2 separate regions of the Mus musculus genome follow, and region 1 is linked to region 2. The links are chromatin contacts, called in public Hi-C maps. All regions are on one chromosome and are shown on one strand. Each heading gives the region's core, a stretch centred on a gene start, on an enhancer-like site or on the middle of the called end of the contact. The rest is flanking DNA. Distances are from core to core; before and after follow the strand shown. Region 1 overlaps Tex14 (testis expressed gene 14). Region 2 overlaps Trim37 (tripartite motif-containing 37).

What was found. Hi-C and Micro-C count contacts between places; a contact is called where the count stands out from the background.
Region 1: a Hi-C map of bone marrow-derived macrophages shows a contact between it and region 2, with 22 read pairs. The contact joins two enhancer-like sites. A contact is called at or near these places in 3 of 15 datasets of contacts at CTCF or cohesin (the NIH/3T3 cell line and embryonic stem cells), 159 of 484 Hi-C or Micro-C datasets (the 3T3-L1 cell line, the AML12 cell line, the AtT-20 cell line and 95 more), 14 of 115 datasets of contacts at active chromatin or transcription factors (CD8 T cells, the HPC-7 cell line, astrocytes and 10 more) and 1 of 9 other capture datasets (adipose tissue).

Annotation. Positions count from the first base shown.
Region 1 is chr11:87,516,787-87,520,680 of GRCm38.p6, reverse strand. Tex14 (testis expressed gene 14) reads right to left here. Exons shown (of 31, transcript NM_031386.2): 16 at 944-1,026; 17 at 1-43. Among named protein-coding and RNA genes, the nearest start is that of Rnu3b2, 47 kb to the right of the region's middle. Within about 2 kb of position 2,565, at least 29 of the 459 cell types and tissues checked have an H3K27ac peak or open chromatin away from gene starts, as enhancers often do. A contact at or near this core is called in bone marrow-derived macrophages, where this site is marked.
Region 2 is chr11:87,210,214-87,214,010 of GRCm38.p6, reverse strand. The region is part of intron 22 of Trim37 (tripartite motif-containing 37); the gene reads right to left. Among named protein-coding and RNA genes, the nearest start is that of Trim37, 85 kb to the right of the region's middle. Within about 2 kb of position 1,485, at least 24 of the 459 cell types and tissues checked have an H3K27ac peak or open chromatin away from gene starts, as enhancers often do. A contact at or near this core is called in bone marrow-derived macrophages, where this site is marked.

The sequences.
Region 1 (3,894 bases), core at 1,316-3,815, 310 kb before region 2:
AGCTGTCCGGAAACTGCTTTCTCTGCCATTTCTTTTACTGCCACTGGGCACAAGAGAAAGTAGCATTTAAAACATCACTGCAAACACTAGAGACAAGAAATTTTAACCTTAAAAGATAGAATACTATTGCAGCCATCTCCTAACAATAACTGCTGGAGTACACTTTCATTGTCCTTATCTTGCCCGCTTGCCTTTAAGGGGAGGGGATGACAAAGAGCTACGACCGACTACAGGAAATTCCCCCAATTAATATCCCATGCTGCTGAATTCCAGTTGCAAGCAGTAGAGAACTTACAGGTGGATCCTCTGCTGACTCAATGAGGAAAATCCTAACTGAAATTCCCAGGTTATAGAACTCACCATTTGCCTGACCTTTCTAGACCACACTGAGCCCAAATCTTTGGGAGCGACTACACACCTAGGAAGCTGTTACAGAAGAGTATTACAGAGTATGTGAGAGAAACACTGCATATTCTCCATTTTAATAACGTTTATGGGTTAAATACACTGTGCACTGTTTTACTACATGCTATACAATATATATCTATACAGATGATAGAAACTTTTCCTACAATTTTAAAAATAGGAAAGCACTTTTCTTCTACAGTCTAATCAGAAGAGCTGTGCTTTCATTATCCAACAGTCTTGTAGAAGAAAAGGGTTCGTGTGTATGAAACAGTGTTATGATCCTAGTCAGTGAAGCCTGTGCTAGATTTAAAAGGCACGCCCTAGGTTCACACCCAGAACCATAAAACAAACAAAACTGATGATAATCAAGAATTAGAGTTTTCACTCATCAGCTGAGCCTGCATGCCTATACCCATAATACTCAGGGATCATGAGGCTAAGGCCAGCTGAGCAACATAGTGAGATCCTGTCTCAAAAAAAAAAAAACAATAAATAAATATTACCTTAAATAATAAACCCATGACTTCATACTTACATCTCCATTTCAAGTGTGCCTCTCCATTATCCTCATTATTTCTTGACTTAGTAGCATAGATTTCAGAAGACACAGACGCCATACTGATCCAAAGTTGTATCATTCAGGGTAGAAGTGACATAGATACAAATAACATCTATTTGTTCATGTTCCTAACAGAATTCAAAACCCATAGCCCTCCTTCCCTACTCCTAGTTGACGCACTGACTCAGACTTACCACCAGAGAGCACCACATCACCAGACTAAGGCCCTCCACCTGCCAGCCCTTTGAGGACTGGATGACTCAGGTCTTCATGAGTGTCCTGAGTCAGATAAGGGTGCACGAGTTAGCTGAGTAACTCTTCACTTGGATCCCTGATTCCCTACACCTTTCCTGGCTGAGAAATAAAAAGGGTGAGTAAAAATCTCTCTATAATGTTGTTGTTAATATCCAACTTCTAACAGTGTTCCTGGGAGATCTTCAGAAGTAGAAGAAACTGACAGTGTCTGTTCTTGGCTGTTGCCAAGTCTACCCTGCCCCCAATAAGACAAATCACACACATTAAAGGTTCTGCTTGGGCCTTTCTATCAAAATTCTCTGGCACCAAACTGACACCGGATGCAAGGATCTTAAGGCACAACAAGTACCCTGAAGAACAAAGTTTTTCTGGTTTCAGGATCCTGCTTGCTTAGTAGGACATCTGTCTTGTGTTAGTGAATGTCAGTCTCTCTGAACCAAGCTTCTTCACCTGCAAATCAGAGCAGTCTCTCTTCCTCTAAATACCCCATGATTTTACCCATTTTGTCATGTATTAAAGTAGTCCTTCAGGGATGGGCATGGGGTACATGCCTTTAATCTCAGTCTTCTGCAGGCAGAGTTGGCAGATCTTGGTGAGTTCCAGGCCAGGCAGGACTATAAAGTGAACCCCTGTTTCAAATACTAGCAACAATACTAGAAACAATAAATAATAATAATAACAACAACAACTCTTCAAAAGTTTGTGATCCGTGGCCCAGCTATGAAATCCTTGTTGCTCAGAATGCACTACCACCCAGCTGGACCAGAAATGAGAGATCAGATCTGACCAGATGCTTCCAAGAGCTTTTTGGCAACAACTATGAAAGATCTGTAAAATGTTCAAAGCCTGTAAAGAATTCTGCTCCTGGGAAACTATCCTGAATACTTAACCAAAAATATAGAAAAAAAAACTGGATCTTTTTTTAAAAATTTTTTTCTGTTGTTTTTTGAGACAGGGTTTTTCTGTGTAGCCCTGGCTATCTTGGAACTCACTCTGTAGTCCAGGCTGTCTTCAAACTCAGAATTTCACCTGCCTCTGTCTCCCAAGTGCTGGGATCAAAGGCAGGTACCATCATGCCTAGACTGAACTTTTTAAAGTCACAATGACCTTGCTTTCAACAGAATTAAAAAAAAAAAAAAAGAAAAAAAAACAACATAAAGCTCAACAATGAGAAAAATTTCAAAATTTCAGAATAGATTTACAGAAGTTTTAAAAAAAATAGCATAGCCTGTGAAGTGAAATTTATGTATTTATGCAGTTTTTTAAAGAAATCTATGTAGCCCCGGTCAGCCTCTACCTCCTAGTGCTGAGATTATAGGCATGAGTCATTATAACTTCCTTCTGCATGATTCGCCAGCACATTTATCTGTGCCCAGGGCCTGTGGAAGGTAGAAGAGGGCATTGGATCCTTTGGAACTGGTTACATATGGTTCTGAGCTGCCATATGGTTGCTGCTGGGAACTGAACTGCGTGAGAGCAGCCATTGAGCCATCTCTCCAGCCCTCTTTTTTGTTTTTTGTTTTTGTTTGTTTGTTTGTTTTGAGACAGAGCATCTCTGTAGCATGCCTGGCCTGGAACTCACTATATAGACGATGCTGACCTTAAACTGTATCTCCCTCCAAAATGCTAGGATCATATGCATATGCCACATTTTTATTTCTTTGGGAGGGAGTGTGGTGGCACACACACTGAAATGCAAAAGAGCAAGAGATAGCTCAGTGGTTAAGAATACTTGCAGAGCACCTAGGTTCAGTTCTCAGAAACAACATAGTGGCTAAAAGACCATCTTTAACTAGAGTTCTAGGGATCCCATGGGTATGCACATATATGGTATACAGACACACATCCATGCAGGCAAAACATCCATACTCATAAAAATGAATATTTAAAAAAATATAATAAATGTAGTCCAGCATTGTGGCACACACCTTTAATCCTAGCACTTGGGAGACAGAGGCAGGAGTCTGATGCTAGTCTGGTCTACAAAGTGAGCCTCAGGCCAGCCAGGGCTACATAGTAAAACCAATCTCTAAAATAATAACAAGGCTGGTGAGATGGCTCAGCAGTTAAGAACACAGGCTGTTCTTCAGGAGGTCCTGAGTTCAATTCCCAGCAACTACATGGTGACTCATGACTATATATAAAGGGATCTGATGTCGTCCTCTTCTGTTTTTTGGTGTTTTTGGTTTTTTTGTTTTTTGTTTTTTTCAAGACAGGGTTTCTCTGTGTAGCCTTGGCTGTCCTGGAACTCACTCTGTAGACCAGGCTGGCCTTGAATTTAGAAATCTGCCTGCCTCTGTCTCCCAAGTGCTGGGATTAAAGGCGTGCGCCACCACTGCCCGGCTTGATGTCCTCTTCTGGAATGCAGGTGAGCTTGCAGACAGAGCACACATACATTAATTAATTAACACATAAATTTAAAATAATATAATGGTAATAAAATTTTAAATTATCTAGAGCATTCTGGAAAGGTAAAATGCTTTATCACTAATATTGATAAATTCTATCTAAGCTGTCATCCATTTGGCTTGTGATGTCTCCTGCAGGTTTCCATTAGAATCGGTTTCTGTGTTGTTTTTATTCATTATTCAGAATCGATGTCATTAATCAGATGATCAGTAAGTGTTCTAACCACATGAGACTATTAAGGCATATGACACAAAGAACAATAA
Region 2 (3,797 bases), core at 236-2,735:
TATATTATTATTATTTCATAACTATAATTTTGCTGTTATGAATTGTAATGTAAATATCTGATATGCAATCCTGTGGCGGTTACAACCCATAATTGAGAACCACTGTTCTAAAGGACTCTTAACATTGTCTAAAAATCTTGCCTTCCCTGAAAGACTGTGCACTCATGGAGTGGGACCAAATTAATGGACTTTGCCCTTTTTCCTTGTCCATCAACAAATGATACAAGATCAAGCTAGGAAGTTGTTGCTGGCCCTGAGAAAGGTTTCCTTGTTGCTAAAGACATAGAAAATTAACAAACCTTGCCCATGAATCCTCAGGATGTGATTCAGAGTTCTTACCAAGTTTGCAACAGAAGCAACTATCTTGTCATTTTCAAAAAAGCTAGCCAATTCACTGAGACTTCTAGTTCACTGATATGACACAGAAAAGAAAGAGAGAGAGAGAGAGTGAGAGTGGAGAGCAGGCAGGCAGGCAGGCAACTATCAGCCAAATGAAGAGGTTCGCATCTGCAATCCCAGCATCGAGAGGCTCAGGAGGGAGAACTGCTATGAGTTCACAGCCATCCTGGGCTATTCACAGTGAAAATATGTCTCAAAATGGGGAGTGAAAGGCAGCTGCCAGGATGTAGCTGCTCTGCTGAACTCCTGGGTTCCACTGTTAACACATGAAAAATAAGCATACAGCTCAAGCCTAGAATCCCTGTTCTTTGGAAGTACAGTCAGGAAGATCAGAAGTTCAAGTCCAAGGCTAGCCTGGGCTACATAGTAACAAAGAAATACAGAGGCATACCCACATTGAACAGCTAAGTTTTCTAACTCTGAAAATACCCTATCACACTTAGGCATGTCTCACTTAAGACTTCTAAACAAGAGTGCTACTTTCATTACATTAATTTTATTTATTTTTGAATAGCTCGTCTTGATTACCCTAAAGGTGATCAGCACTAGTAAGCCATCACAGGTTGTATAACTCATCTGCTAGCTAATCTGGAGCAATGTTTTTAATAGCTGTGACAAGACTTTTCTCTGAATTGGGTATTCAGTCTTCAGTTTACAGAATTGTACAGCTTATCAATGGCGTGTGTGTTGTTTTTGTTGTTGTTAAATTAGGCTGCCAGTATAAAATCGTTAAAAAGAAGACAAATAGAAGGTTGTCCCAATTAGTTCCAGTTAGAAAGGAATGGGTCTGTTTATGACCATTATGTCTAAAAAAAACAAACAAAAACAAAAAAACAAAAAACAAAACCCAAAACACAACAAAGCAATTACATTGCACTGATACTTGGGAGCCGGGCGTGCTGACACATACCTACAACTCCAGCACTGGGAGGTCTGACAGGACTGAATTCTAATGTGATAACCAGACTGTATCAAAAACCCAAACCTAAAAACAACAAAAACAGAACAAAAATCCCCCGTGATCTTTGTAGTTCCGAACTCCCAGCTATTAAAGCAGAGAAATGAGGCCTTAAAGTTTCTTCAGACAGCCTCTTCCTCAAGGAGGAAGAGAAACCACAGCGACATGACAGAACACTTCCTCCATTTGACACAGTAAGAACTTTTTCCCCACGCCCCTTTTAACTTGACTTTTGGTCTTAAGACACATGGATTTAAGATAAGCCCACTCCTCACAATCTGACTGCTACTTCTACTCTGGCCTCAGACGTACTGGCTCATCACCTGACTGTCTACTCATGCCTTCAAGTGAAACTTCCAAGGGTACATTACAACTCAAGCATACAGAGATGGAAATTCTAAGCACTGACTCTAGGTTCAAATTCTAACCCTTACAAGGACCATTTCTGTGACTTTCAGTGAGGTAAGTTATATTTCTAAGTCTTTTTAAAAATTTTTTTGTTTTTTTAAATTATTTTCTTTATTTACATTTCAATTGTTATCCTCTTTCCTAGTTTCCCCTCCAAAAATCCCCTATCCGACTCCCCTCTGCCCCCTCCCCCTGCTCACCAACCCACCCACTCCCACTTCCTGGTCCTGGCATTCCCCTATACTGGGGCATAGAACCTTCACAGGACCAAGGGCCTCTCCTCCCACTGATAACTGACTAGGCCATCCTCTGCTACATATGCAACTAGAGCCATGACTCCCACCATGTGTTTTCTTTGAGAGATGGTTTAGTCCCAGGGAGCTCTGGGGGTACTGGTTAGTTCATATTGTTGTTCCTATGGGGCTGCAAGCCCCTTCAGTTCCTTGGGTCCTTTCTCTAGCTCCTTCACTGGGGACCCTGTGCTCTGTCCAATAGATGGCTGTGAGCCTCCACTTCTCTATTTGTCAGGTACTGTCAGAGCTTCTCAGAAGACAGCTTTATCAGGCTCCTGTCAGCAAGCTCTTCTTGGCATCCGCAATAGTGTCTGGGTTTGGTGGTTGTTTATGGGATGGATCCCCAGGTGGGGCAGTCTCTGGATGGTCATTCCTTCAGTCTCTGCTTCACACTTTGTCTCTTTAACTCCTTCCATTGGGTATTGTTCCCCCTTCTTCTTGAGTTTCATGTGTTTTGCAAATTGTATCTTGGGTATTCTGAGCTTCTGGACTATCCACTTATCAGTGAGTGCATATCATGTGTGTTCTATTTCTAAGTCTTAAATCACTTGTTTGTAAAATCAGAAATAAAAGAAGTTAATGACTATAAAGAATAATTTTGAGAATAACATAGCAAGAACTTACTAAATATCAACTTTTTTGATGATATACTTTTAGTTCCTCTATCAGAACACTTATCACACAATATTATCAAAGGCTATTTACCAGTGTCTTCAATATCTAATCTCTACTTCTTAAGTGGTTCTTCCCACCTCTCCCCTCCTACCACACATACACAGCATACCTTAAAAAAGCTACAGTTTGCCTGGCGGTGGTGGCGCATGCACTTGGGAGGCAGAGGCAGGTGGATTTCTGAGTTCGAGGCTAGCCTGGACTACAGAGTGAGTTCCAGGACAGCCAGTACTATACAGAGAAACCCTATCTCCAAAAAAAAAAAAAAAAAAAATCTACAGTTTGTTTTATTAGTTAGTACCTGTAGCCCACTATGCAAGTGTGTCTCAAGGACTATTACCCTGGTCAGACTATTACACTGACCAGGACAGCCAGAAGTATATGCTAGCATCTCTCTGTGTGTTATAAACAATAATTCATCAATGACTGAAATTCAAATGAAGTGGAAAGTAATACTGGGGGAAATCAAAATATTTTTGAAAGTTGTTCTTTTTTGCTAACCTATAAAAGATAGAGGAAGAACAATGACTTAAGATTGTTTTAAATAACTTGTATTGCTAAAATAACCAGATATTTTATTTGATATCTTAGAAGAAATGTTAAAAATTATAACTGAGGCTCATCTGCAGAGATGAAGCAGGTTGTTTTAGGGGATGCTAAACAGTTAAGCCAAGGAATTCTTCCATCAGAGCAAAGGAATGCTGACGAAATGACTCCAGTTAAGAGTGAGTACTACAACTAGAGAACTAAATTCAGTTCCCAGCACCTACAGCAGGCACATCAGCCTACAGGTAACTCCAGCCCTAGTGAGAGCTAATGCTGTTGGCCTCCTTGGGAACTTACTAGCACACACATATACATACATATGAAAAAAAAGCAAGGGCTGGTGAGATGGCTCAGCAAGTAAGAGCACCTGACTGCTCTTCCTAAGGTCCGGAGTTCAAATCCCAGCAACCATATGGTGGCTCACAACCATCCATAACAAGATCTGACTCCCTCTTCTGGAGTGTCTGAAGACAGCTACAGTGTACTTACATATAATAAATTTAAAAAAAAAAAAGCAATTT